Regions from separate parts of the Mus musculus genome. Here all the other regions are linked to region 4. The links are chromatin contacts, called in public HiChIP or PLAC-seq maps. All regions are on one chromosome and are shown on one strand. The core of a region is the stretch at or near the end of the contact, and the rest is flanking DNA. Distances in the headings are between cores, read along the strand shown. Region 1 overlaps Snx9 (sorting nexin 9). Region 2 overlaps Synj2 (synaptojanin 2). Region 3 holds the start of 3300005D01Rik (RIKEN cDNA 3300005D01 gene). Region 4 holds the start of Zdhhc14 (zinc finger, DHHC domain containing 14). Region 5 holds the start of Synj2 (synaptojanin 2).

Region 1 (5,601 bases), core at 1,480-3,979, 400 kb before region 4:
CAACCCCTTTGTCTTGAAACCACAGACTTGGGCATTCGGTAACCTGCTCTGTTTCTTAGCTGAGGCCTCCCCTCCCCACCCTTCCCTTCCCCTCCCCAGTCATGCCCACCGAGCAACACTTTCTGCCTTCCCTTCCTGGTCCCAGGATCTGCTTGATCTCCTGTCACTCAGAGCCAAGCCCTCTGGATCTCACCACACCAATCAGGCCTCAGTAAAAGTGTCAGCTGACAGTCTGCAGGTCCTACCTCCTTAGCAATCACACCTGCCTGACCAGGCCCAGTAGAGCTTCACATTACCGCATAGAAAAAGCATACCTCTCAGGGTCGGCTGGTAAGTGCTTATTTCTTCATGCAGTTATTCATGTCTCAAATTTACCTTATTTATGGAAGAAGGAGGAGAAGGAGAAGGAGAAGAAGGGAGTAACTGGCTGAGTCTTTCAACACAACCAACCTGAGCCCAAATGTCCACCTTAAAATAAAAAGGTATTCAGTGAGCAGGGGACAAGGCACAGCAAAGCTTTTAATCAAAACCAGCAAATTCACGGCACAGATTCAGGAGAAAAGCCTGGCATGCCACCGGCAGAAACCCAACTCTGGGGGAGCGAGCATGTTGCGTTCTTCCTGTGCTTGGTACCACGACTGAAGCACTAACACTACCTGCAAGCTGCACTGGAGTGGGGCAGACCCCATGCATGCCATAGCTAGCGAGGCAAACCCAGGCAAACACACAGCCAAGATGTCCAAATGTTAGAATTTTAAACCTTTCCTTTCAAAAGCACCGTCTGTGTAAGAGTCCAACCAGGACACACACACAGCCACAAGTGAGGGAAAGAAGAGGCCAGGCACTGGGAACTGAGAGACAAAAGTGCGGGTCCTCCGACGTGGGCTCTGCTGGAACGTGGTGACTCAATTCCTGACAACTCTGGAGCCCGAGTCCTGAGCCCACACAGCTCAGCGTGGAATGAAAACTAGTAAAACTTCTGTGGTGTGAGGGTCAACTCTTGTGCTATGAACGACCCCATTCTCAGTTCAGAGATGCAAACGAAAGGAAACTTGTCAGTCAAGGCACAGAAAAGATAATCACGGAAGACTAATGAGTCCCAGTTCACCTTCTTACCCAAGCTGAAAAATGACAAGACATGCGGACTGTTTTAACATCACGGGGCAGACGGACAGTGGTCGTAAGTTACTGGAAGGGGAGATCTACAAACACCCTGATCCCTGTCAGGAGAGACCTGGCAGAGCCTGGTGGGCTGTGACTTGTAGAGGTGTAGTCTGGGCATGGGGAGGGTAGTGAGTGTGAGTGAGAGCTGTACCCAGGAAGTGCTCAAGGTCTGCAGAGGAACAGGAGGTCTAAAGTTGACACCTAATAATGTCACCGTCTGAGCAATCTCTTCAAGTCAGAGAAAGGATCACGAGAGGAAACTCAGAGCGCAATCTTCCACAGCAGAAAGCCTCACACTGCACAGTGCGCTAGCAAGACTTCATTCAGTAGCAGGGCAAAAGTACCCTTAGTGAAATATTCCTCTGTTCACACTCAGAAAAGCTTAAAACGGAAAAGAAATGGACATTTAAAAATAACTTCTCTATCACATGGTTCAAAATATTAACGAGGGTGCAAAGTACTCAGCAAGGTAAAATGACAAAGTCTGGCATCCAATAAGGAAACTACAAGCAATGAAACAGCAGGGAACTGTGACCATAGCAAAGGGAAAACTCAGCCAACTGAGGCTGACCCAATCAGAACAAGGGAGCACTCCTCTTTGTGGATGGAGAGGAGACAACCGGAATGATCTCCCAACAGGAGACAATACACACAAAGGAAACTCCAGGGCCTAGGTGGAGCCAGTGCGAGACCATAGGCATGGAAACTATGCAGATGGAGAAAGGGGCACTGTGACCAGAAAGAAGAAAACCTGTAAGATACATTTGAAGCAGCTATAAAACAACTTAGTTTGAAAAGCAGCAATTAAAGAGAAAGAATTCTGCATTTATCCTGCACTCTAAAAACTGGACGAGGGTAGCTAGCTAGCTCTGGGGATGATACCAAGAGGACTGAAGGCCAGCAGGCACAGCAGGCAAACTAACAGTGATTCAGGCATGACAGCAACAACAGCAAGCTGTCAGAACAGTGCACAGTTTCCACTCTCAGTGAGAGTCCCATTTGTTTGTGGATTGCTTCTGGACAGGAGAAAATACCACACAATGGAGGGAGACTATCGTCCAGCCAACCCAGGTATCATTGGTATGAACAGGGGACTGACCAGATACTGTGTATTTTGATGTGATGTAACATGAAACATTGAACTGCATCTACGATGCAGCCTGTACTTCTCATGTTCACGCAGGGACTAAGATGTAACACAGAGGGACTGAGCTGACTGCATGGCCTTCTATAAAGGCAACTACTGGCTACACAGTGAGGAGTTCTCAGTTTATAGTTTTTTTTTTTCATTTATTCATTTATTTTATGTGAGTACACTGTAGCTGTCTTCAGACACACCAGAAGGGGGCATCAGATTTCATTACAGATGGTTGTGCGCCACCATGTGGTTGCTAGGAATTGAACTCATGACCTCTGGAACAGCAGTCAGTGCTCTTACCCGCTGAGCCATCTCTCAGCCTAGTTATAGCATTTCTGTTTGGTCGTATTCTGCTCCCTAGCTACATGGTTAGAGCACCTGGACCAGGAAGCAGCTCCTGCACCTGATTACCATGCATGCGCCCACAGTACGGACGCCTGCTGGGAGACATGCTGAAACAAACCTGACTCCTCCCTGAGTTCTAGGGGAGCAGACATGTTTAGGGTACTGTCTCTCATACACAGACACAACTTTAGGAGAAGAAGGGCTTTGACTTCCATGACTTTCTGTATCTGTCTGAGCTGGGTCAGACCCCATAAGTGGACCATGGCTGAGAATTAGTGAGAATCTCACCAAGGTGGCTTTCTGCTTGGCACTTTAGCTAACTAGCAAACAAAGGAAACTTTAAAGTGCGGTCTACTGTTTCCATTCAGAAAACACTCAAAGGCCAGCCCCATTAATACAGATTACTAGTTTGGTAAGTCCACCAGGAAACCTCCCTAGCCACAGGCTAGCCACAGCTTTATTACTATCTAGGAGAACAGGCTTGCTGTGCGTACAAGGCTCCACCTCTGTACGCAGCACGTGGAGCCGCTCCCCAGTCCCCACTGCTCCTGTTGCCCTTTGGCCTCTCCTGGGACTGAGCAGACAGCTGCAACCTGACAGACAGGTTCCTGCTGGGAAGGAAAGAGGCCATGAGGGCAGAGTGCAGGACTAGATAACTGCAAGACTCCAAAACGAGTGGAAAGTTAGCGTTTCCTGCTCACAACAGGAAGGCTGTTTAGAAGGTAGAATATTTCTTCTCTTCAACTCATCCACATGAATAAGAAAGTATCAGGCATTGGGTAAACATTTAGTAGCTGGACTAGAAAGTGATCGAGAACCAAGCAATATGTTGTCACTGTCCCCCTGGGAGGGGCACTGTGACCAGAATAATTGATGGAGATTTAACTGTTTCTCTCAAAAGGGCCAGAGGACACAAGGCCCTCTCATGTGAAAACCTAACCATTTCAACTCAAAACATGACAGAGCCTGTACATTTTCCTATTCTCTTATTTACAGAGCTTAATCTCAAGTCTACAGAAGGGTCTCTGGTAGAAATATAAAATACACAATGTGGACATTCTCTCTCTTATTTGGTTTCATTTTTTGAAACAGAGTCTAACTATGTAGTCCAGGCTGGCCTGGACTCACAGAGAGCCTGGGATTAAGGCGTGTGCTACCAAGCCATGTTTAAAATCTGTACATTCTCTAAAACAGGGGCTCACGCTAGGCCTACTTAGAGCCAACATCACTGACAAAGAGTTTAAGTGCCTGGCTGTGCTACTTCTATCTGACTGTTTCTATGGGCGATGGGCGGGGGTTGGGGGGTGGTGACACTTGCTGTAACAGGAGGACCCATGACAAAGTCTAGCCAAGCAGAAACTGGCCACCTCAGTGTCTGCTTCCTTCCTTCTCCGCAGGCCCTCATTCTGGAGAATATTTAACCTTTTAGGGAGGGGTCCATACCCATATCCTGATATTCTCAAAAGCAAATCTCAACACACCATCTTTCATTGTATTATTGGTTTTGCAAACAGTCTTTAGTGGATGTTTCAGGTGAGGTCTGTTAATACCCAGCAGGAGCGCCACACCCCCTCATGCCACACCCCCTCATGCCACACTCCTAGCCCCCAACCACTATACACACCCTCACAATGCATAGCCCCATGCCACACCCCAATCCCCCAACCACTGTACACACCCACACCACACCCTTAACCCCTCAACCACTGTACACACCCTCACACTGCACACACCCCCACGCCACACCCCATCCCCCCAACCACTGTACACACCCTCACACTGCACACACCCCCACACAACACCCCTAACCCCCCAGCCACCGCACACGCCCCTCACAGCTACTTTCAGGCAGCACCCACAGCGATGCTGTACCACCTGGCTCCCCTCAAGCCTAGCTCTCAGGAAAGCCAGCCAGCCCCGGCAGGAGGTGAGGCCTACCTGGTTATTGCTGTTGGCAGAAGATGAGTTGGTTTGAGCTGTGCTAGCTGTCAGGGAATCGAGGAAAGCTTGGTCGGCTACTGAATTCCCACAAGAAAACGGATCTTTTCCATCGTTTGGTAAAATCTGAGGATTGGAAAGAGCTGTTATTCCCTCACAATTCCATCTCAGTGAGAGCTTGAGTAGGTGACACACAATCTACCCTGGGGAGGGGCCGAAGCTTCAGGGCTGCAGGTCTCCCTCTCAAGGCTGTTTTTGCTGCACTCTACAATTTCAATAGTTTTCATTTATATTTATGTTAAACACTCTCAATTTTTTTCTTGATATTTTTTTCTTTGACTTATATGTAATTTAGATTGCTTAATTTCCAAGTATTTTGGTATTTTCCAGCAATCCTTCTCTTACTTATTTGGAGTTAAATTTCAGTATACTCTGAGAAGCACTCTGTGACTGGTTAATCTACCTACCTACAGACACACATGGACGCGAGCACACACCCCTGACTGATCAACCTACCTTCACACATTCTCCCTGTCTCTCCCCCTCCCCTCTCTGTTGGGTAGTTGTGCTGGGAATTAAACCCAGGGCAAACAGTGTGGCACTGAGCTACATGCCTGGCCCTCTTCTTTTAAACACATTGTGTGTTTTATAGTTCAGAACATGGCTTATCTTAGTTCACGGACGTCCATCATATCCTGTTGGTGAATGGTTCTGATGGTTCAACCATATTCTAACGTTAGCCTGCTGGGTCTGTCCATTTCTAGTAAAGTGAACTCAGTCTTGAAAGATTAAACAAATCTAAGAAGCTGAAACGATACCTCTTTAGAAACAAATGCTTGTATAAATAGAAAGACTACCAGGGTCAACCTAAATCCTTAAGATTTCTCTTGGCTGTGGCCATTTTAGGATCTCAGATATGCAGTGCACAGAACCAGCACAGGATCTGAACCTCAGACTTTCAAACTGTGCTCAGGGGTCTATGGACTCTTGGCACTGTGCAGACACAGCTATGTGTA
Region 2 (6,254 bases), core at 3,637-6,136, 480 kb before region 4:
ATATATATATATATACACATACATACGTGTGTGTGTGTTGCCACCCCTGGAACTGAAGTTATGGGTGGTTGTGAGCCACCATGTGGGTGCTGGGAACTGCTGGGAACAGTCGTTATAAGAGCAGCATGTGCTCTTAACTGCTCACCTGTCTCTCCAGCCCATGGTTAGCAAAATATTCTTGGGTCTTCCGTGCTTGCCTCACAGGTATAAGGCCCTGGGTTTGAGCCCCAGCATCACACACACACACACACACACACACACACACACACACACACGTACGTACGTTATAATGTAGCAATATATAAGTCTTACCGACAGTATATTTTTTAAAAACTTATTTTATATGTACTTGTATGCGTAGGGACTACATGCCACAGGACATATGTAGAAGTCATAGGATAATTTACAAGAGTGTTTCTCTCCATCCTTCAAGGAGGTCCTGGGGATTGAACTCAGGTAGTCAGGCTTAGTGGCCGGTGCCGTTACCTGCTGAGCCATCCCATCGGCCCTATTAGCACACATGGTCTTAAATAACAAAATCTGAACTGGGAGTGGAGACCCATATCCGAAACCCTAGCGCCTAGGGGCTGCGGCAAGCTGGGCCTCAATGCCAGGTGTGCAAGATCAGCCTGTCTCCAAAAAAAAAAAAAAAAAAAAAAGCCAAAAATAACAGTGATAAGATTGCCAAGTAAACAAAACCCAGCAGGGGGCCTACTAGCTGCTTCCCGTGCTGTTCAAGACTTCCTGTGAGGTAGAAGTGATTGTCACTTCTCTCAGTGACAGATGCAGGTGGGGAACAAACTGGTCTAGTTGTTAGGGCAATGCTGGCTGTCGGTTACAAAGGATGAAAATAAAGATGGCGTTTTCTTGTCCAAGAGCTCCAGGCCTCCCCTGAGAGGCAGAGGGTGGAGGCTGGCTGAATCTGTGTCTGCATCATGGCCGAGATGGGGAGAGAAATGACTACTGTTTGTCTTCCCAGCGGTCAGAAGTCTCCAGAAAGAATGGAGATCCCAGAATGAAGCTTGGGAGGGTGGGAGAGTGGGGGTTGGGAAAGGGGGTGGGGGGAGGGGGTGGGTCTGTACACCAGCCTGAGTACAGACAAGCTTCGGACAATCTGGCCATCATGGCTTCCTGTCCTTTGAAGAAGTCATCCAGTCGGCCATAAGCTCTGAGCCTAGCTTTAGTTGACGCATCCTGACGCCAAGTTCAAAAGATCCAGAACGGACTGGACTTTTTATCCCTCTCAACTGTTCCTCTAATGAACGCATCCATCCATCCATGAGACTCCATGTCCTTACGCGTTAGAAACAGAGGACCTGTTCCCAGTCCCAGAGCCACCTGCCCACTGTGCTTTCTCTAGCGGCCCTGAGAGGCAGTGGGAAGCCACCAGGTTCCCTTGGCAGAGTCTGTGATCCCTACCAGATAAGACAAAGGGGTTCCAGGGCTGGTGGTTGGTGGGATATACATCTGGAGCTGTCAGTGAGGTCAGAGACAGACCCTGCATCTCTGCAGGCAGGATAGAGGCAGGGGGCCACTTCAAAATGAAGGCTGGCTGTCAACATGGCTAAAACACCAATAATATCCTTAGCTGTATCAGATGTGGGGAGACTCAGTCCAGAACTTCCAATAGCCCGAGATCTCCCCTGAGGCATCGTCTCAGGCAAAGCCAGCTCCTTGACTAAGCCTGAGGAGAGGTAAGTTTGAAGCAAAGTTTATTAGGTGAGGCTAAGGGAGAACACATGCCTTAATACAGCATTAGAGAGAGGATTTCTCAGGGAGAAGACAGAAGACACCCAACCAAGACAGAGGCCTGGGCTTCTTAGGACGGACAGTTACATTTTGGTGTCTTCATGAAGGCTAGATACATGATTTTTTTTTTAATTACGTATTTTCTTCAATTACATTTCCAATGCTATCCCAAAAGTCCCCCACCCCCTCCCCCCCAACTCCCCTACCCACCCATTCCCATTTTTTGGCCCTGGCGTTCTCCTGTACTGGGGCATATAAAGTTTGCCTGACCAATGGGCCTCTCTTTCCAGTGATGGCCGACTAGGTCATCTTTTGATACATATGCAGCTAGAGTCAAGAGCTCTGGGGTACTGGTTAGTTCATAATGTTGTTTCAATGATAGGGTTGCAGATCTCTTTAGCTCCTTGGATACTTTCTCTAGCTCCTCCATTGGGGGCCCTGTGATCCATCCAATAGTTGACTGTGAACATCCACTTCTGTGTTTGCCAGGCCCCGGCCTAGTCTCACAAGGGACAGCTATATCACCGTCCTTGCAACAAAGGCTTGCTAGTGTATGCAATGGTGTCATCGTTTGGAGGCTAATTATGGGATGGATCCCTGGATATGGCAGTCTCTAGATGGACCATCCTTTTGTCTCAGCTCCAAACTTTGTCTCTGTAACTCCTTCCATGGGTGATTGTTTCCAATTCTAAGAATGAGCAAAGTGTCCACACTTTGGTCTTCGTTCTTCTTCAGATTCATATGTTTTGCATATTGTACCTTATTTCTCGCTATACTAAGTTTCTGGGTTAATATCCACTTATCAGTGAGTACATTTCATTTGAGTTCTTTTGTGATTGGGTTACCTCACTCAGTATGATGCCCTCCAGGTCCAACCATTTGCCTAGGAATTTCGTAAATTCATTCTTTTTAATAGCTGAGTAGTACTCCATTGTGTAAATGTACCACATTTTTTGTATCCATTCCTCTGTTGAGGGACATCTGGGTTCTTTCCAGCTTCTGGCTATTATAAATAAGGCTGCTATGAACATAGTGGAGCATGTGTCCTTCTTACCGGTTGGGACATCTTCTGGATATATGCCCAGGAGAGGTATTGCGGGATCCTCCGGTAGTACTATGTCCAATTTTCTGAGGAACCGCCAGACTGATTTCCAGAGTGGTTGTACAAGCTTGCAATCCCACCAACAATGGAGGAGTGTTCCTCTTTCTCCACATCCTCGCCAGCATCTGCTGTCACCTGAATTTTTGATCTTAGCCATTCTGACTGGTGTGAGATGGAATCTCAGGGTTGTTTTGATTTGCATTTCTCTGATGATTAAGGATGTTGAACATTTTTTCAGGTGTTTCTCAGCCTTTCAGTATTCCTCGGGTGAGAATTCTTTGTTCAGCTCTGAGCCCCATCTTTTAAGGGGGTGATACATGATTTCTGTTGCTTGTGAGTCATATTACAAGTCGGATTGTAATTTATAGCCAGGTTTGAAGATTACACAAAGTGTAAACTATAAGTAAGGCTTAAAAATTAAGAATCAAAATACAAGCCAGATTACTAATTTCTCACCTTAAAGAATTAGCTTATGTGGGATAGCTCAGCAGTTAGGAGCACATACCACCAAGCCCAACGACCTGAGTTTGATCCCTGGTACCCATATGGTAGAAGGAGCAAAACAATTCCAGGAGGTTGATCTCACACACACACACACACACACACACACACACACACACACACACGTACACACATGCAGAGTCATGTATATATGTATACACATGTACAAAATAACGTAATAAAACTTCTTTACAAGGAATTCTCTTTTGTAAATTAAATTGTAACATAGTGTATTATTTAGATTCAGGGAGGAGAGTAGCCTGCTCCTGAACTACAGCTGTGCTAGCTCGTGAAAGTATTCCTAAGAATACTTGAAGTGCTAAAGCTACCCCAGTCAAACTGGTCATGTAGCCATAAATGCCTAAAGTAAACTGGTGTCTGGACCAGCCATAAATTCCTATACAGTGTGTCCCTGACCTCAAGTTTATAAGAACTGCCTGTCCAACTAACTGCTATCTCTCCCCTTCTATAAACACTTGCCTGTTGCAGATGTCCCCAGCTGCCTTTCTACACACGTCACATTGTGGGTTTTGCTTTTAAAACTCAAACAAATTGGAGGCTGTAGCTGCTTTGCCTAGGATAGCCCTGCTTGTGGTAAGGAAAGGCGCCGTCTACCTTGACTTATTCAGGCCTCTTGGTGATTTCCCCTTCAGGTTCCCCACAAGAACACAACTCAAAGCTACAGATAGGCTGGGCCTAGTAAGTACAGTCCTGCTGCTTTAACATCCTTATTGGCGGTGTCTGCTAAATAATTAACACCATGTCTTTGGAGGTTTCTCAGATACGCTGAAGTTCCCAGTCAGGACTTCTGTGTCCCTTTATTTTCCCTCCCTCATATCCAGTTTATTATCTGTGGTTGTTCCCTGTAGGACACCAGGATGGCTACAGTCAGTCTCCAGTCCCCCAAGGGCCATGACATATGAAGTGGTCCTTGTATGAAATCAAGGGTCAGCCAGATGACTCGGTGGTTAAAGGCACTTGCCACCTAACCTGACGATGTGAGTTCAAGCCCTGTGAACTACATGGTAGAGGAAGAGAAGCTGTCTACAGGCTGTCCTCTGGCTTCCACGTGGAACCCCCGCTACAGATACACAAAGTTAATGACTACATAAGCTGGATACATGGCTCGGCAGTTAAGAACACTGCTGCTCTTCCCAAGGACATGGGTCCTATTCCCTGCACCCACATGGCACCTTACAACTGCCTGTAACTCTTGTGCGAGAGGACCCAATGGCTCTTCTACCTTCCTTGCATGTGGCACACACATACACACACACACACAAAACACCCATACACATAAGAAATACATAAAAATATAAAAATAGGTGTAAAATAACAATGTGAAATCGCCTACAAAGTGTACCTACAGTGGTCTTCATAAGGCCCCTTGCTCTCAGTATCAGACAAGAAGACATTTGCTGGGAAGATGTGCAATGGCTGATTAAAATGTGCCAGTGACTCTGCCCTGTGCATCAGTGACCTCAAAAGAGACTCACTGACCTCAGAGCTACAACACACTCAGAGAGCTGGGCCGATCTGTGCGTGTGCACTGTGCAAACAATGAAGAGCCTTTGAGCCTGGTGCCAGAGCTTGGCAAAGCCCAGGAGGGTCCTGGTGGAAAAACAGCCACTCAGCTTCTGTGTGGCATTTATTACCATCATGGCTCCCAGCCTGGGCTGGCAGGGGATATCCCTGGCAGCCACAGTGACTTCAAGGGATAGCTGTGGGAAGCTATACAATAGCTGAAATTGTATGTAAATTGTACGTAAATATTTATGAGTAGGAGCCACAGTTTTCAACAGACTCTCAAGGAGGTCTCACAAAGAAACCTTTGATCTCACAAAGGTTAAGAATCAGCTCAATGAATTAATCTCTTGACTGGGCATTTATTTTTAGGGATTGAGCAAAATAGCCTTAGTTGTATATAAGGAAATTGTAGGTCCCCCTGACAAGACAATCACGGATCCTACAGCTAAGTAGACTCTGCTGGCATTTGGGGGGGTCTTCTTGCAGCAAGTAAGGTATTTGTAAAATTAGGGTCTCAGCCTAGGAAACCATAGGCACAGCACCCTTTATATCACCTGACTCAACCCTGGCAGTCAGGCAAAGTGGCATCACATGGTTTAGCAAGAGTGAAGGTATCCTGGAGAGAAATGTGCCCTTCCCTTCTGCTGCCACACTACTGAAGTCATGCTCCCCGAGGAATTGGAATGTCCCCAGGTGTGATGGTTTGAAAGAAAACAGCCCCATAGGGAGTGGCACTGTTAGGAGGTGTGGCCTTGGTGGAGGAGGTGTGGCTTTGTTGGAGGAAGTGTGTCCCTGGAGGTGAGCTTTAAGGTAGGTCTCAAGCCAGGCTTAGTGGCTCACAGTCTTAGCCTGCTGCCGGCCGATCAAGATGTAGAACTCTCTCTGCTCCCTCTCCAGCACCGTGTCTGCCTGTGTGCCGCCATGCTTCCCGCCATGATGATGATAGACTAAACTTTTGAACTGCAAGCCAGCCCCAATTCAATTAAATGGTTTCCTTTCTTTATTTATTTATTGCTTGTAGTATGATGTCTCTTCACAGCAACAGAAACTCTAAGACATCAGGAATCTCAAGCTGTGGAAGGAGGGGAAGGAGAAAGCCTGTGTCAGCCAGAGGAGGAATTTACCTCTCAGGAAGAAATTATCTCACAGTTTTGAAAACTGACAGGACAGGCAGGACACCATTTATGATGGCTTGGAAATGCACTTGTCCTGGCTGGTTTTGTGTCAACTTGACACAAGCTGGAGTTATCACAGAGAAAGGAGCTTCAGTTGAGAAAATGTCTCCATGAGATCCAGCTGTAAGGCATTTTCTCAATTAGTGATCAAGGGGGTGGGGGGGAAGGGCCCATTGTGGGTGGTGCCATCCCTGGGCTGG
Region 3 (5,518 bases), core at 2,497-4,996, 310 kb before region 4:
CTCAGCACATAGAGTCACAAAGGAAGTTGGCCTGCCCCCTCCCCCATCAGGGAGGACAAAGGTTGACACTGAAGATAACTTTGGACCCTACAGGACTAAGAGTCACACCAGAGGGATCGACATTAGCAGCTGAGCTGGCTTCCGTTATCAAGCATTAACGTATTTCCTGAATTTTGCTGCCTCAAAAGATGAACGAAGCTGTCACCATGTCAGGTGATCCTGTGTATCTGTGGTTCTTCACTGATGGGGCAACGCCAGCTGCCATTGGGAATGTCTCATCTGTGGGTAACCTGCTCATGCAAATGAGGCAGAGACACTGATAACCATCATCGAGGATGACGGGTCCCTCCCACTAGAAACTTACAGGGCTGGTAGTACACGTTGGTTTTCCTCCTCACACAGTAGTGGGGTGGAGAGAGGCCACGGCACTTTGTTTACTTTTCTGTTTCCCTGCGACACTGGATGTGGCTCTGAGGATTCCTGCCATCCTCCCTTATAGAGGAAACATCCAGTTTAAAAAAAAAAAAGCAGCCAAGTAATTGAAAGGGACGGGACCTCTGGGTACAAAGGACATCGGTCGGGTTATAAGTGGGAGCTACCACTCCTACAGCTGTGTCTGCTCTGCCTTTGCCTTCCCAACCCACGAGAGGAGGCAGGACTCAGAAAGCCATGGTGCCCACCGGTGTCTCCAGCTTGTGAAGGAGAATTCCTGGAAAGAAGCCGTGTCTGTGAAAACTGATGAAAATGTCTATGATCCGAGAGTTTGGAATGTTGCCCATCCAGAGCCTAATTATAATTTATCTTGGAGTATCTTTAGATCACTAAGGAGTCATTTCCTCTTTCCTTCTCCCCACCTAACATCCTGACTACAGATAAAAACCTTTGGGATGTATTAACTTATCAGACCTAGTTTTCCACCAAGCCAAAGGCACCTGAGGCCCAGGACTGAGCTGGCTCCCCTGTGTGGTGGCTGTCTCTAAGTGCCTTGTTCTGTGATCACACACTTCATGAAACTGCTTCCATGTTGGGACATGGAGCTTGGGGTAGCCCTGGGCACTCACATTTCCTGATCCCCTTTGAGCTGAGAGCTGTGTATTCACTCTCCAGTCTTGTCTGTTTGGTTTGCCTTGCTCCTTTAACCAGTGCGCTGTTCCTCAGCTTGCCCGGCTGGCTTCTAGGTCTTGCCTTGATGTCATCTGTCTTTCTGAAGAAACACTTAACATGAAAATTCCAGCTCAAAAGCTGCTTCATGTGCACAAAGCGCCCCACCCCCACCCCGGGGCTCTCACCCCTGAATCGGTCAGCACTCACAGACACAGCCTCCCTTCACCTCCCTGCTTTTGCTGGGTGCTGATGATAGCCCAGGGTGCTGGTCGGGTCTGCTTGGCTCCATTTCACATGAAGAACCAGAGGCTCCAAGCCACTCCTTGGGCTGCATGCAGTTCACAGGGCCCAGAACCTGCTCTCTCAGACAAGCCTTCCATATCTTACATTCAATTCTCTTCCAACACCCACCCCCACCCCACCCCGGCCCAACTCTCTTCCCAAATCCCCTTTTTATGTTCAATTGTCTTCTGCTATGTAGAGTAGTGCTAGACAACAGGAAAGTGGCAACTCAGAGTTAGCTCTCCTTGACTTCACTGCAATCCCCCTCCCAGCCGTGGCAGAGCACACTCAGGGTCTATTTCGATGCACCTTAACCCCAGGCCGGTCACAGGCAGAACCCCGAGGGCAGCTCCATCCACGCAGTCCTCTGACTGGGAAAGAGTCGCACAGCCCCAGCACTTCAAAAAACAAGAAGTTCTACAAAACCAGCACCACAGAAAGGAACTGAAGAAGAGCTTAGTGTCAGCTCTCCCAGCACAGTCCACTGGTTAACCTAGGACTGGCCCAGAGCTGTGCATCTGGGCTCTAACTAGAGGTTTGCAGAAGAGGCAGTGAGAAGCAATCTCAGAAGGAAGGCCACTTGGATGGCTTTCTCCTTTCAAAAGCCTCTCTAGGCGATGTGCTCAGTCCTCCCTGTGTCCTCTGGCCTTTCTTTCCCCTGTGGGCTTTCAAAGGTAGCAAGTGACTCATACATCTATGATTCATGTTGTCCAGTGAATTTAAAAAAACAAAACACAACCTCTTATATTTATTGGTTTCTCCTTCCCCCTCCTCTCCTCTCCTCTCCTCTCCTCTCCTCTCCTCTCCTCTCCTCTCCTCTCCTCTCCTCTCCTCTCCTCTCCTCTCCTCTCCTCTCCTCTCCTCTTTTGCTCTTCCCTTTCTCTTCCCTCCTCCTCCCCCTCCTCCTCCTTCTTCTCCTCCTCATCTCCCTACCTTCCCTCCTCTCTCCCTCTCTTCCCCCTTCTTTAACAAACTTCACTTTCCACTGCTTGGCTGTCGGCATCAGCCTCCCCATTTGCGTACCTTGTAGCCTCCAATAGGTTTGTGTGGCCAGGCTGAGAGACAGCGAGGAGAGGGCTGAGAGAAGCCCTCCTCGTCTGGGAATGGGGCACTGAGTGCCTCTCCTGCTGCCTTTCGCCCTCATCCAAGTGCAGTATAGGCGACCAGCTACCAGCTAGACTTCTAATCCAGCTCTGGATTTCTTCTGGGCCTAGGGTCCAGCCCTCAGTGTCAAGCCAGGAAGCTGGAATCCATTTCCTCTGTGACACAAAGCTGGATCCCATACCTAGGCAGTTCTTTAGAGCCACAACACCAGCACGCCAAGTAGAGAACGAACGATCTCTGCTCGACCTACCCACGATCAGCGTTGACAGACAGATTATGACCAGTACTACTGTGGGCCAGACTTGAATTGTTGGCTACGTCCCATGGGGAGGACAGGGTTGGGGTGGGAGTGGGTGGGGACGGTGTCATCCTGTGACTCCATTTCAGTGGTATCCTGGCACCGAGAGCCAGATGTCTGGAAAGAAAGGACTCTGGACTGTACATTTGCTGATTCTCATGGAATGAACACTCTTACCAAAGCCATTTTTGAGCCTTCCCCGTATCAACGAGTGAGTCAGGAAGCTGCCCAGTAGCTCATGGTTATATAGCATTCCCTATACACAGCTAGAAAGTATGTGAATGACCTGGGCAGCATCAGTAATAAGAAATCATACTTAATAAGTGACATAACTAGCTTGTTTATTACCCTTCTTTTTAGCATAACTTATCCATTTTGTAAATTTATGTCATCTAACTTGTAATAATGGCTATGTCATTAACCAGCTTACAGACTTCCTGAACCATCAATTCGGGTCCTCTGGAGACTATTTGGGTCATTTTCAGCACAGCAGCTGGGCTCGTTGCTTGGCCCCATCTTTCCTAGAATTCAGCGGCATTTCACTCACGGATCTCAGGGGTCCTGCCAGCCAGTGGTGCCACTGCTCATTCTTTTGATACATATGACAGCTAAGTTTCAGTCCTTATTCTGTTTGACTTCTCAGGGAGCAGGACTGCCCTCCCACTACCCGATTTTTAATACTATACAATTCTACCATTTTGTTTTGTCTTTGACAGCTCTTCCAAACTTTTGTTCCTCTATCAGTCCCTTACCGATGGTGTCTCTCAGGACACGGACAGGATTTTTTCTGGTTTTCTGTTCTCCTTTCTCTAAATCCACGTGTCCGGGATCCGTACTTCTAGTGCCCATCTCACCTTTGAACTCCAGTTGTGCATGTGCAGCTTGCTGCTGCATGGCGGCCCCTGCTAGCTCGCTCGCTCTTTATCACTTCCTCATCAGGAACTCCAGTCACCCACGTGCAGCTTCCTGCTGCATGGCGGCCCCTCCCGGCTCATTCTTTATCACTTCCTTGTCCATGCTTGAGTGGCTGCAGCCCCTGAGTGCTCAACACCTAATTGGTGATAGCACAGCACTAATAAGCTGCAGACTCACCACTGAAGCTCACTGAGGGTAAATGATGTCACCCTCTGCCTGGTGACACAGGCCAGAATCTTTGAGTCATCCCTGGATCGCACCTCTGCCACTCATTGATGCCTTCCTTGTCCATCTGCTTCTAGCCTGGCTCAGCAACCAGAAGCCCCAAGTGCCCTCTCTATTCCTCAGACCCGCGGAATTTGAATCCATCCTCCCTCCACACTGCTGGGAGGAAGGTTCGGAAGCCACATTTCTGATGTTGCCACTTCCTCTTAGCTTTCCAAATGACATCTGTGCTTCTCAGCAGGTAACCTAGCACCTGTCCGTTTCTTAAAGGCATTCTTGTCACCAGCGTCCTCAGACCTGAGCTTTTGCCACAGGGACCTGTCAGTTTCAGAACTCCAATGCTAGTGCTGTTCTGTGGACTTGGAATCCTTTCACGCCATGCAGCCAAGACCATTCACTCCTTCACTGATTTGGATGTTTTGTTTGTTTGTTGTTTGTTTGTTTGAGACAGGGTTTCTCTGTATCCCTGGCTGTCCTAGAACTCACTTTGTAGATCAGGCTGGCCTCAAACTCATAAAAATAAGCCTACCTCTGCCTCCTGAATGCTGGGATTAAAGGCATACATCACCATGCCTGGCCTAAATTGGCCTTTATAAAACTTAGTTCAGAGGCTACTTTACCAGGATAGCTGTGTAGGTAGGAACCAAGACAGCATAGAGGTTAAGTGTGTGTGTGTGTGTGTGTGTGTGTGTTTGTGTGTGTGTGTGTGTGTGTGTGTGTGTGTAAATGCCTCATTTGATTGTCCTGTAGGCATGTCTGTGGGACATTTTCTTGATTAATGGTCAATGGTGGGTTTGGGGAAGGGCTGCCCATTGTGGGTTGTGGACGCTGCCACCCTGCACTGGTGGTCCTGGCTGTATAGGAAAGCAAGCTATGTAAGCAAGCCATGGTCTTTCTGTTTCAGTTCCTGCCTCCAGCTTCCTGCCCTGAGCGCCTGCTGTGACTTCCTTCACGCTGAACTCTAACCTGTAAGACAGACTACAGTTGACCTTTTCCCCCCTCCAGAGTGGTTTTTGGCCATGGTCTTCATCAGAACAATACAAGCAAACTAGAGCTGGCCCCTGTCTCCACTTGTACTCTGTGTGGACTATGACATTTTGGAAACACATGATAGGAAAAGAAATGGGGCCATGAAAGCCTTTGACGGCTACTCTGGCAGCCTGCCACTCAAGTGCTTGTTGGCTTTCTGCCATGCCCTGGATCTGGAGCACTACCCAAGGGCTCATGTCATTTAGTCTTGTTCTCCATCCTGAGAGTTGACGGACTCTAAGGAAAGAGACTGAGCCATTGTGTATGTGTCCTTGAAGGTGATATTGGAAACCCAGCCTCCTTTACTCTCTCTCTCTCTCTCTCTCTCTCTCTCTCTCTCTCTCTCTCTCTCCTTCCTGGCTGCTGTGAAGGAAACGACAGACTTCTACCATGCACTGTGCCACTGTAAAGCCCAGAGCAGCAGGACTAGCTAATCAGTTTCAGAGATCTCTGGAATTATAAGACAAAGCAAACCTTCCTAATGATGCTGGGGGTGGGTCTATGTCAGCGGTAGAGCACCTCCTTAGCATGAACACCTCCGTGTATTCTCCAGCACTGCAA
Region 4 (5,567 bases), core at 2,720-5,219:
TCTCCCTTCATCTCTCTTGTGGGAATAATCATTTCTACTCTGCATTCTCCAGGGGCTGAGGTCACTACCAACGCCTGTTGCTGGGTTCTGCTGAGTTCACTTCTCTCCACTCACCTGCCTCCTTCATCTCTTCCAGATTGAGAATGAGGAGGCAAAGAGTGGGTTTCTATAATGGTGTCGTTGGGAGGTGGTAGGAGATTGGGCCTTGTGGTGAGAAGTAGGTCCAGTTGGCACCCATATCTATCTCTCTCTCTCTCTCTCTCTCTCTCTCTCTCTCTCTCTCTCTCCCTCCCTCCTCTCTGCTTCCTAGCTGCCACGAGGTAAGCAGCCTTCCGCAAGCATGTGGCCCTGCTGGCATGTTATCTTTCTTTTCCTTAGGCCTGAAAGCAATGTCTTAGGCAAACAGAGGCTGAGGCCTTCCAAACCGTGAGCCAACACACATCTATCTTTCCTCCTTTTGGTTGTTTTTTAGGGTGTTTGATCCCGATGACAAGCCTAACAGATCTGTTCACATGAAAAGCTACCAACACTCAAAACTAAACAATCAAATAGGGAACTTCAGTAACTAAAGAATGACCGGAAGACAGACAGGAGTAGACAATATCGGCATCTCCTATGCGTGTGATGACCTGGGTTTCGAGTCTCCGGCAAATTAACTTGATTAGAGTAATTTGACTTCATTCTGTCAGTAGCTGTGATTAAAAACTTACAACGACGTCAGTACCCAGGACAAAGCCATAGAATACAGTCACGGAATACAGTGACTTGTCATCAGTCATGTCTTACCAAACTCTAATGCCTGAGGTTTGAGTGAACCCTATGATGCTTCTCCACTGAAGCAGGAACAGTAGGATGAGCCTCCTGCTTTCTTGAAACTTCAAACTGCCATGCTGAAGCTAAGGTGGTGGAGAGAGAGCATGCTCGCACGTACACACCCTGACTCCCACAGAGCAGACATAATAACGATGCTGCAAATAGGATCTAATAAAACCCCGGTGCCCATGGTTATTCCTACAGTCGTCCACTAGCACAGTACTGGTGCAGCAAGCGGTCTTTAATAAGCTGCAAGTGAAGGCTTTGGGGAACTCTTGGAAAAGGACATACAGAGAGAGACTGAGAAGTAAAAACAAATTTATGATGACTTGGTTAGAAGTGATATTTGAACTGGAAAACAAAAGAACATAATAATGGGGGTGGCAGTGGGGTAGCCGCACCACATAGTGACGATTTGGATACACATCAAGAGTGACATATTCACCACGCTACATGCAAGACACTAGCAACAGAAGCTCTGTATCACCAGATCGTGCCGACTACCTGATTTTTCTCTACTCTTAGAACCGCTAAAGAGAGTTAAATTGTCAATACAAATCTGCTCCAAGCATTTTGTGACAGTTGAAGCAGAGACAACTCTCCAGGCTGAAGCCGCCTGCAACTAAAGCCACCGCAGAGGGGATGGCACTTCCGTTAGACATGTGGCACCTCTACTCCCACCTGGGTGTTGGTTCTCAAGTCAAACGCAAGGACATCCGAACCCCCTGTCCCCCCTCCTCCAGGTTCCACGGGTCCACTCAGCTGGCAGCCTGGCTGGGGACACAGAAACAACAGGAGCCTCACAGGTTATGCCTCTTTGGCATTCTACATGCATCCCATATCCCTTCCCTCCAGCCCATGGGTCCCCCAACAGATGCCACCAATTTAGTCTCAAACACCCACAAAGGGTAACTTATGAGACACCGGAGCAATCCAGAGTCAAAAACGGAGGGGTACGGTCTGTAAGAGGGTCAAGAAGAAAATCGGAGAGGGGTGTGGGTGTCAAAATCAGAGCCCAGTACTTGTTAAAGACAAAACTGAACAAACATAGTAGGTTTTAGATAACCCTAGCCAGACGCTGCCTCAAGGACTGAAAACACATACAATGCCGTTAACAGATGGAATATGGGCAGCTCAAAGAGATTCTGCCCATAAACGTACTCCTTTTGAAAAGTTTGAATAGAGACTTTAATTTTTGTTGGGCACAGAATTGGGGGGGGGGAGAAGCTGCAGATGGCTGAACTCAATCTGAGCATTTGATCTGGATTGTGGCTAAACTCTACCTATGGGCTACTAGTAAGGAGGACCTGTCTTCAGCAGGCAGAAGGATTGTTGCTATGATCTATTTGATTTTCCTAAAGACTTCCATGTAGTGGTCGTCCCCCACCCCCGCAGCCCCCAGGATAGAGCCCCAAAGGGTTGTTTCTGGAATCAGAAGGAGCCACGTGGTGTCTGGTTTTCCTCTCCAGGCCTTACATCTCTCTCCGAAATATTCCCAAATGATCAACTGTGGATATTTCCTGGGGAAACTTCTTTGAAAGAAGGTACACTCCACCCTTGGTAAGACTGTTAATCAGGGGTACAAGGAAATGAAACAGGAAATAACCCATGCAGGACACTGTAGGTAATCAACACTTTCAACCTAAAATAACTAAGATTCAGCCAACTCGGTTTAAAAAGATGCCTCGAACTTCCTTAGCAGGGGTGAGATGGGAGGTCACAGGGGCGGGGATAAGGACTAAGTCAAGTCTCTCTCTTAGAATTCTCCACTCCACCCCAGAAGGCTGCACCTGGGCTGGTGTGCTAGTTCCAAACTCAGAGTCCACCTGCTTGGTTCTAGCCAATGCTCTGGAGCCAGTGACCTGGCACACCTTACAAGCGCCCCTCTCTCCTTTTCCTTACTCCCAGGATTCAGCCCCAAGAAGGCATTATTCCAGGGGGCTGAAAAGTCCCATAAAGGGAAAGCAGGCTGACATTATATAACAATATACACCAGAAAACGAAAGTCGCCAAAGTAGGGGCAGGAGGAGTGGGGGAGCACGGCATCTGGAAGCCGCCACTTACTCGAAGGCGAAGAAGAGTCCACTAGTGACCAGGATGAGAATGAGAGTCAGGTAGAAGACGCCGGTCTGCCGGGCCATCATGATCCTCCCGTTGCAAAAGAACTTGTTTCTTCCTGGGAACACCTCCCATTTCCTCCGGGCCGCGATTTTCTTCTTCTTGTGGGGCGACTCCATGGGAGAGGAGCTGTGGGTGCTGATCTGACTGTACTCGCAGTCTTTCATGGGCCCGCCGCCGCCGGGAGGCATCCACGAGGGCAGCCGGCTGGGGGCGCACACCCCCAGAAGCCCCCCGGCCGCGCGGGTTCCGCCGAGCCACGGCCGCCGCCGGCCACTCGGCCGCCCCCCGAGCCGCGGCGCTGCGACCCCTAAACGGGCTCCCGGCTCGGCGACAACTTTACGGAGGACACCCAGGTTAACCCCTTGGAGAGCCCAGCTGTCATAGCAGAATCCGCTTTCGGGAGGGACGATGTTGGTCCGCAGTCCTCGGCAGCGGTTCTCCGTGGCTTCCAGCCGGGGGGTCGGGGCTGCAGGACCCCGCGGGACGCGGGGAACCGCTCAGCAGACACCCAGAAGGCGGTGCGCCTGGCTTCGCCACCCGCAAGCTCCCGGCTGCGCTTGGGCTCCGGCCGGCGGATCCCGGATCGCCGCGCCCTTAGCGGACACGAGGCAGCAGACCTTACGCCGGCTCCCTCCGGAGCCACTTCTGCGCCTCGACCAGGTGGTTTCTACTCTTTCCCGGTGACGGATTCTCCCAGGAGAGAGAGCTGCAAACTGAGCGGCAGCTCGCGACACCGGCAACCCCTCCCAGGGGTGGGGACAGCCACGCGCGTTCTTCTGTCAGGAGCTGCTCTGTAGGAGCCGGGGCGCTGCCCGCGCTGCGACCCCGCATCCACGAGCCGAGCAGCCGAGCTGAGTCCGCGGCCCCTAACGCGGGGCTAAGGCCGAGGGTGGTGGCGGCGGTAGCGGTGGCGGCTCCCGGGGCTTCCTCGGTTCCTTCTGTCCGGAGAAGACAACCCTAGCGCGACGAGGGCCGCCGGAGGGCCGCGGGGACACTGCCAGAGACACTTGTTTGCAAGGCTCAGCCCCGGCGCGCGCGGCGCTCCGAGCAGGTCCGCCTCCTCGCCGCCGGGTGGGCGGTGACGCCCGCGCCTCACAGCCGGGCTCCTCCTCCTGCTCCTCCTCCTTGCCAGTGAAGCCTGGGCACCCGCTCCCTTGGGTCCCTGCCCCAGTATCCCCGGGCCAGAGCGCAAGGCTCGGGGACTGTGCGGGCCTGGCGCGCCCGGAGGAAGGCTCCTGGCTCCCGGGTGACATCCTTCACCCTAGGAGAAATCAGGTCGTTGCCCTCGGTGCTGAGGCGCCATGCGCTCCCCGCGGACTTAGTTCCTCTACGGGGTTCTCCACCGGATTATTCCCGGTCTCAGCTGCCACCTCTGGACACTCGCATTCTCATGACCAGTCGAAAAACCGTTCTTGCTACTACGGGGGACCTGAGTACCCGCCACGCAAAGAAGTGACCTTTCCTGGCCTGCCCTCGGCTCATCCTCTTCCTCCCCAGCGCCACGCGTGGCTGAGACGCCAGGGAAACTCTACCGATGCCGAGAGGATGGGGGTGGAGTGCCTTGATGACAGGGTGATGAGCAGCCCCCTGAAACAGGCCAGACTTCGGGACCTCGAAGGGCAGGGGACAGCAGAGCGGTCTGTGTCAGCTCCAGCAGCGACCGATCTGCCCCCTCTTTTGGATTAAAAACCCCCAGTGGCAGGCTTTGTTTGCAAAGGTCGCTGTCTTCCCCATCTTTCATTCTCTACTTTTTCCCCCTGGTGCTCACAATTCGCTCATTTTACTTCTGTCTACTTGCCTCTGTGGAGCCCACGCACAATAAAGGGACCGCACATCTAGCGAATGCTTGGAGTGCGCCTTTCTTTACATCCCAGTTTGACAGTTGGGTATACAAACGGGCGCAAGGCCGGCGCCAGAGAGCCCCAGCAGCCTAAGCGCTGCTGCGCCCCTGGGCTTCGGGGCCCGGTAGAAGCGCTAACTGGCGTTTGCACTAGGGTAACCCAGCGCAAAAGGACACCCGGCACGGGCGCTCGGTTTTCTGAGCCCTACTTTCTTTTCAGAGCCCGCTGGGATGTGTAGTTCCTTCTCTCGCTGTCCAACTCAGGGAGGAAACGTGACTTGAGGATCTAAAACTACAAGTCCCTGCAACCCCTGCGACGAAGGCGGGGAAGCAAGGTACTGGGCTTTGTAGTACTCAGCGTTTGGAGAGCCACAAAGACAGCTTTGGAAAAGATGCTTTCTCTGTGCCGGGTGGATATTTGCACACTGCCTGCGTTCTGTGTAATCCTCACCACAACCCTGCGATGCACTATTGTACCAAGCTCAAAGAACTGCTTGCCCAACACTACAGAGCTGCCCAGTGATAGAAATGGCACTGAACCCAGAGCTCTGTCTTTCCCTTACAGAGCACGCCTCAGTGCTCAGTGTCAAAGATAGATAAGCTTGGCTAGCCAAAAGAGAAAAAGGATGTAACCAGCTAGGAAATGGGGGCGATAGAAATGGTAATTAGATGGGACAGGGAATTACAAGAAGTTAAAAGCAAGTGTGATTCTTAGGGGCTGGATGGGGCTTTTTCTTTGTTTGCTAAGTGGATGGGTGCATTTTTAAAAATAAGTTCACACTACTGTAGCTGA
Region 5 (5,779 bases), core at 786-3,285, 450 kb before region 4:
TAATCCAAAGTACTGCATCATTGCTACCATGTAAACACATAGTGGCCCAAACTCAACTGCCTGATGGGAGACACCTGTTCCAAGTGGCTTCAAAACCACTCTCACTGGGGTATAAATATGGCTTGGCATTGCTGAGAGGCATTCTAACCTCTTTGAAGTCACAGTAACTTTGTATCATGAAATTTAATCTTTGGGTTCTGAGAAATGTGTTATGGAGTAAATGACTAAAATGGAGTGGAAATTTCCATGGTTTTCTTTCAAGGCTGCAACAAATGACCAAGTTTGGACTTTTCAGGACAGAACTCCAACTGCAATAATGTGATAATTATTCCACGACTGTCTACTTTTGACACAGAATCCTCCTTCCCTAATCAAGTGACTGACAGCAAGCCAGATATTTGCTGTTTCCCTTTTCTGTGTCTGTATTTGGCCAGCATGTTTTGAGGTCTGGTTAGGTTGTCCAATCTGGTATGAAACTCTGGGGCTTAATCCATCTTCCCATTGATCCTCCCGCCTTGCATAGCCAGAACGTGGGCTGTATTCCACCACACCCAGCTTGATAAATTACACATTAATGGCATGGTCCAGGAAGTAGAAATTGATGCACCCCCTTTAAGACATGGTGTATGTACGCACAAATATGTGGATGTCGTAGCTTGAGCTGACACATCCAAACCTGAGAAAAGGAGTCATAAAACACTTTACAAATGAGTGCTTTGCATTTCTTACCTCCTAAAATATAAGTGATCCTGTTTAGCTAGGAACACCAGGAGGATGGACAACTGGACACCCACTGTCTTAAACCTGCCCTTCAAGGCTCATCATTAAAATCTTACTGATCCTATCTGACTGCTGGCTTTATGCTACCTAGATCTTCTTGCAAATGTCAATTACAAAACTAGGGATCCGGAAGTTGGACTTACCAGGAAGGCATGCACCGCATGACATCACCAAAATAGCCACACACAAGTCTGTGTTGCCTGGAGCAAGTGTCTTAGCCTCTTTAGGCCCCAGTTTGTTTATCTTTATTACGAGCTAAAACTGCAAAGGTTGTGTAAGATTTTGTCTCTAAAGTCCTTAGCACAATGCTGATCTCACAATTTCTGAAGTCAATCAATGAAATACAATGGCTTGCCCTCACCTAACACCCAGCATAAAGATAAAGTCACTAGAGAGTATATTTGCTTCTACTCCTGCTTCTGATGGAGTATTTATAGGAGACAAATGAAGGGTGCCATCGACGTTTCTCAAAGTCTGTTTTGGTGCCTACGTGTCATCCCTTCAGGCAAGGCAATGCTGCTTTGGTGTATTCAACAGGTGCACAAGCATGGGAGCACTAGGTGGACTCCTCCTCAGGGCACCCTCCTCAGAGTGTCCAGAACATGCTAGGTTTCGGCACTGAGCACCAGGAGCGGAAATCAGAGCCAGTTGGCTCTCCAAGAACAGACGCCTGCCACCCAAGCCCCAGGAAGAGCGCCCCCGAGACATCCCCGCCCTCAGGCGAGCGCGACGCTTAGTCCAGCCAAATGTGCCAGCTCTCTGGTGTCCCCCGCACCCAGTACTCCCGCGGACAAGCGCCCCTGGCCATCCCCAAGCCGCCGGGGTCCTCCCTGTCGGGGAACCGAGCGCCCCTAGTTCTCAGGTCTCCGCGAAGTCGCTCGCCTTCACTAATTCCCGCCCTCCCTCCCTCCCCGGCGTTGCTGCCCAAGTGGGGAGCACGGGGAGCGCGGCACTCACCCAGCGTGGCCACTGCGCCGGCCTCGAAGAGCAGGCAGTCGCCGCGGCCCCGCGCCTCCAACAGCACGCTGCTCGGGCCAGTGGGGTCCAGCCGCGCCAGCAGCCGCAGCCCTTTGCTTAGAGCCATGGGCGCGGGGAGCAGAGGAGAGCGGGGACCAGGTCCCGCCCGAGGGTGTGCGGCTACCAGGAGTTTCACTTTGTGCCGGGCTCCAGTGCCCACGGCTCCTCCTCCTCCTCCTCCTCCTCCTCCTCCTCCTCCTCCTCCTCCTCCTCCTCCTCCTCCTCCTCCTCCTCCTCCTCCTCCTCCTCCTCCTCCTCCCCTAACACCACGACAGCCTCCTCCTCCTCCTCCTTTCTCCTCCACCCCCTCCTCCCCCTCCCTCCCTCCCTCCTCCTCCTCCGCCCGGGCCCCGCCGCACTGCCCCGAGCAGGTGAGGTGGCGCTGCCGCCCAGCCTCTCCGACGACGACCGCGCTCCCCCAAGCGGCGAGGCAGGCACCTGCGAGCCACAGCGGGAACCCAGACTGCGCCCGGTGGGCTTGAGCTCGCCAGGGCTCAGTACTCCGGGACGGTCCTCCCTGCTGGGGGCGGCTGCGGGCGAAGGAGATTCCACACATTCCTCGCCGCGGAGGAGGCTGCAGCCGCGGAGAGCCTCAGGAGCCCGGACCCTGCCCGGATTCCCGCGGCCTTATATGGGTAGCTGGGGGCTGAGGGCTGAGCAGGGCTGGCAACCCCCCACCCCACCCCTGCCGCCACCGCTTGTCCGGCGCAGCACTTCTTCCCACGCCCACCCCACCCCCACGCCTGAGACCCCGGATGGGGCCATTGGGTTCTGTGCCTCAGTCTCCCTGAATGGAACTGCAGAAACGCAAAGTGGCCTTCACTCTGAAACTACCGTGGTGATTGAGTATGTTCTTGTGAGTGGTGTGTGTGTGTGTGTGTGTGTGTGTGTGTGTGTGTGTGTGTGCCTGACACACTCTTTAAATGCTGCCTTCTACCGAAGACTTTAATTCACTGTGCGACCCAAACTGGTGTTGCGTTGTGTCCGAGAGATGAGACATCTATTCCCTGCTATCCCCTTTACCACATGACCTTGACCTCGCTGAGATGCACATGGCCTCGCCTATCAGAGTGACAGGTGAGGAACCCCCACCTGAGGATCTCAGTGCCTGTTCTTGCTCAGCATTGATGAGTATTCTGTGATCTGCAACCTTCAAGCAACTCGAGGCAAGGCCTCTTGGTCCTTGGGTCGGGTTGGTCAGGATTGGTCTGCTAGCCAAGGGAGAACGCAGCCAGGTCGAACTGGAAGCACCTTTGGGCGCGTTTGGAGCATCCTTTCCTAGTGTGATGCCTCTAGAGGTCCTCACCCGCAAGTTTCCAGCAGGCCACCCTAACAGCTGGGTTCCTCTGCCGCCCGCCCGCCCCATTCTGCTGTGCTAAGACCAAGAGTGGCGCATGGCTTTCGGAGGTTGGTTCTCCACAGCTTCTTTATACAGTGGAGAGATCACCACCCCATGCAAGTCGTGTAACATTAAGTGTAGCAAACTCGGCTGGGCAGGGTGGCCGGCACCTTTAATCCTAGCACTAGGGAGGCAGAGACAGGCAAAATTTTATTCTTTATAGAAACAAAGTCACCCTCAACCACCTTCCCTTTTCTGTATCCAAACAAAATAAACAGCGGCTCCATCCAGAGGGGTGACAGCAGCCCTGGGTGGTCCAGTGGAGATGAAGAATTTGTTAGAAAGCCTTAGTCTCAAGTCCTAGAGTCAGCTCCTCTCCCCTCCTCCCCCTCCACCCCTTCTCCTCCTTCCCCTTCCCTCTTCCTCCCCCCCCCCCCCCCGCCCCCCACTCTCCCTTAGTCTCTGGTGCACTCTCAAACAGGTCATGGTCCAACTGCTGGAATCTTCCCAACTGTATATCCCACAAAAGTTTCAGGACACGGGCCTGCTCTAGGGTCAGCTCATCACCCCGCTTCCATACTTCATAGTCAGATACCGTGGTTACCACACCTTTCTTGAGAGCAGTGGGCAGCCCCAGCTGCCTCAGCCCTGGCTCCATGGAGCTTTAGGGGCCCTGAATCCAGGCTCACAGTTAGAGTTGCTTTGTTCCCAACTCAAGCAAAATCCATTTCTATAAACTTTGTGAAGCACCCAGTCACCTCTTCCTTCATGTAGTTGGTAAGAGGGAGCCCAGCATCACCTCTCAACTTCTTGCTGACCCGATGCAGGCTGTCTGTATTTGTCAGATGGGCTTCGACCCAAGGCCACCACCACCATCTTGTTTTTGCCAAAGAACACCGAGTTGTGCTTCCAGGTGTTCGTTCCGGATGCCTTTCAGCCTGCTATTCCTCATGCTGGCCACAGAGACGATGGAGAGGTGGCTGTAGGTGCCCTCAAACTTCTGAAGCTCTTCTACCAGGCTCTGTCTGCCTTGGTGCCAAGCCTTTCTTGATAGTTTTTGTTAAGGAAACTTTGTCTCACTTGGATTTGGGCATTGCCTCTAGATTTCTATTGTGTTGTAATAGATACTGCAAACAAAAGCAACTTGGGTAGAAAGAGTTTATTTCATTTGACAGTCATCGTCCCCTCACTGAGGCAAGTCAGGGCAGGATCTCCAGGCAGAAACCATGGAGGAATGCTGCTTCCTGGCTTGCTCTCTATGGCTTACTCAACTTCCTCCTTCTCCTCCTCCTCCTCCTCCTCCTCCTCCTCCTCCTCCTCCTCCTCCTCCTCCTCCTCTCCCCGCTCCCCCTCCTCTCTCCCTCCTCTCCCTTTCCTCTCCTCCTCCCCTCCCCCCTCCCCCCTCCTTCTTCTTCTTCTCCTTCTTCGCAACGAAGGAAGTAGGGCTTCTCTGTGTAGTTCTTGGATGTCCCAGAATTAGCTCTGTAGACAAGGCTGGCCTTGAACTCGGGGATCTGCCTGCCTCTGCCTCCTGAGTGCCAGGATTAAAAGCATGTTTCGCCATGCCGGACTTTCGGCTTGTTTAAATACACCTAGGATCACCTACATGCCCATGCATGGCATCACCCATAGTGGACTGGTTCTTCCTACATCTATCAATCATTAATCAAGGAAATGTCTGGCAGCCTAAGGCTCCAGGCCCAGTAATGATGGGTGTTTTCCTGTCCTACTGAGCTAGACTTTCCTGTAAGTTTTAGTGTCTGCCATCACAGATGCAGCTACATCTTGGCAGAGTCTACCCCATGTATGTTAGCAGGAGCTGTATGGTATGGCAGAGGGGCTGAAATCATTTGCTGCTGCTGCTAAGCTTGTCTTGGCCTCTAGGCAGACTGAACAGGTGATAGGGAGTAGCTGGCAGGAATGGAGTAGCTGACAGGAATGGAGTAGCCGACAGGAATGGTTAGTTTGGACATGCATTTTGACATTACTTGTAAAAAAAAAGCTTATAGAGAGAATACTGATAATTACTCTAGACCCATCAACAAACATATAAGGATAACTTAAAACCTGAGAACTGAGCCCCACGGCTTTCCAAGTTAGTAGAAACTTTCAGGCTGCAATCTCTCTTCAGATGGCACTAGAGTCAACAAGGGTTCCCCAAATGCCCAGATAGACTCACACACACAAAGCCCCAACCATGTATTTTTGGCAACTCCAGCCTGCCACACAGATCACTGCATGCTTGTAAGGCCCAAGCCCAGAGCTCCTCCTGCCCACTTGGTGGCAAGTGCTTGCCTTTCTCCCTTGGTCTATTCCTGAAAGTCAGCAAACCTGTTGGTTAGGATTTGGTATAGAAACTGGGGCTGGTGTGGGTACCTATAGCTCTAGGGTAGATGGGGGCCTAACTAACTCCCTTCTAGGGCTAAGACGTAGCTCCCTCACAGGGGTGACAGTCTAGCAGACAGAGCTTGGGTGCCCTCTGAATCACATCTGATAAAACAACCCAGAACTCACAAGCACGTGGGAGTTTCACATTGCCAAGATCAGCAAAGGTCTGCCTGTTCAGAACAGCTTGGATTCCAAGAGAATTCTCAGTGGCCAAGGCTAGTGGCTGGCTAATGTCCAGACTGGTGGAAACCTAGC

Evidence for each region. HiChIP or PLAC-seq counts read pairs in DNA pulled down with a chosen protein or histone mark.
Region 1: a contact with region 4 is called in an H3K4me3 HiChIP or PLAC-seq map of pro-B cells, with 5 times the contacts expected there. The contact joins the enhancer-like site here to the promoter of Zdhhc14 in region 4. A contact is called at or near these places in 13 of 39 promoter capture datasets (the 3T3-L1 cell line, the C10 cell line, the HPC-7 cell line and 7 more), 1 of 15 datasets of contacts at CTCF or cohesin (large pre-B cells), 4 of 484 Hi-C or Micro-C datasets (CD4 T cells, the G1E-ER4 cell line, embryonic fibroblasts and 1 more), 11 of 115 datasets of contacts at active chromatin or transcription factors (the 230-238 cell line, astrocytes, bone marrow-derived macrophages and 7 more) and 1 of 9 other capture datasets (pancreatic islet).
Region 2: a contact with region 4 is called in an H3K4me3 HiChIP or PLAC-seq map of stem cell-derived neural progenitor cells, with 15 read pairs. The contact joins the enhancer-like site here to the promoter of Zdhhc14 in region 4. A contact is called at or near these places in 4 of 39 promoter capture datasets (the C10 cell line, cranial neural crest, embryonic stem cells and 1 more), 1 of 484 Hi-C or Micro-C datasets (embryonic stem cells), 2 of 115 datasets of contacts at active chromatin or transcription factors (embryonic stem cells and stem cell-derived neural progenitor cells) and 2 of 9 other capture datasets (adipose tissue and embryonic stem cells).
Region 3: an H3K4me3 HiChIP or PLAC-seq map of the 230-238 cell line shows a contact between it and region 4, with 22 read pairs. The contact joins the promoter of 3300005D01Rik here to the promoter of Zdhhc14 in region 4. A contact is called at or near these places in 2 of 484 Hi-C or Micro-C datasets (CD4 T cells and forebrain) and 10 of 115 datasets of contacts at active chromatin or transcription factors (the 230-238 cell line, CD8 T cells, effector CD8 T cells and 7 more).
Region 5: a contact with region 4 is called in an H3K4me3 HiChIP or PLAC-seq map of pro-B cells, with 4 times the contacts expected there. The contact joins the promoter of Synj2 here to the promoter of Zdhhc14 in region 4. A contact is called at or near these places in 9 of 39 promoter capture datasets (the 3T3-L1 cell line, the C10 cell line, the HPC-7 cell line and 6 more), 2 of 484 Hi-C or Micro-C datasets (embryonic stem cells and pre-B cells) and 5 of 115 datasets of contacts at active chromatin or transcription factors (embryonic hindbrain, embryonic midbrain, forebrain and 2 more).

What each region holds. Positions count from the first base shown.
Region 1 is chr17:5,890,884-5,896,484 of GRCm38.p6, reverse strand. Snx9 (sorting nexin 9) reads right to left here. Exons shown (of 18, transcript NM_025664.6): 4 at 4,586-4,711. Among named protein-coding and RNA genes, the nearest start is that of Gm46599, 35 kb to the left of the region's middle. Within about 2 kb of position 2,729, at least 101 of the 459 cell types and tissues checked have an H3K27ac peak or open chromatin away from gene starts, as enhancers often do. A contact at or near this core is called in the 230-238 cell line, the G1E-ER4 cell line, the HPC-7 cell line and 5 more, where this site is marked.
Region 2 is chr17:5,968,158-5,974,411 of GRCm38.p6, reverse strand. All of the region lies in intron 1 of Synj2 (synaptojanin 2), which reads right to left. Gm52312 (a long non-coding RNA gene) reads left to right here. Exons shown (of 3, transcript XR_003952387.1): 3 at 5,919-6,153. Among named protein-coding and RNA genes, the nearest start is that of Gm52312, 6.0 kb to the left of the region's middle. Within about 2 kb of position 4,886, at least 46 of the 459 cell types and tissues checked have an H3K27ac peak or open chromatin away from gene starts, as enhancers often do. A contact at or near this core is called in stem cell-derived neural progenitor cells, where this site is marked.
Region 3 is chr17:5,796,885-5,802,402 of GRCm38.p6, reverse strand. It overlaps 3300005D01Rik (RIKEN cDNA 3300005D01 gene), which reads right to left and starts at 3,746. Exons shown (of 3, transcript NR_045081.1): 1 at 3,643-3,746; 2 at 1,062-1,204.
Region 4 is chr17:5,491,002-5,496,568 of GRCm38.p6, reverse strand. It overlaps Zdhhc14 (zinc finger, DHHC domain containing 14), which reads right to left and starts at 3,969. Exons shown (of 9, transcript NM_146073.3): 1 at 2,878-3,969. The coding sequence starts at 3,122. It overlaps Gm52310 (zinc finger X-linked protein ZXDB-like), which reads left to right and starts at 3,343. Exons shown (of 2, transcript XM_030250193.1): 1 at 3,343-3,594; 2 at 3,817-5,567. The coding sequence starts at 3,343. The coding sequence ends at 4,620.
Region 5 is chr17:5,937,536-5,943,314 of GRCm38.p6, reverse strand. Synj2 (synaptojanin 2) reads right to left here and starts at 2,035. Exons shown (of 27, transcript NM_001113353.2): 1 at 1,738-2,035. The coding sequence starts at 1,864. It also overlaps the pseudogene Gm8376.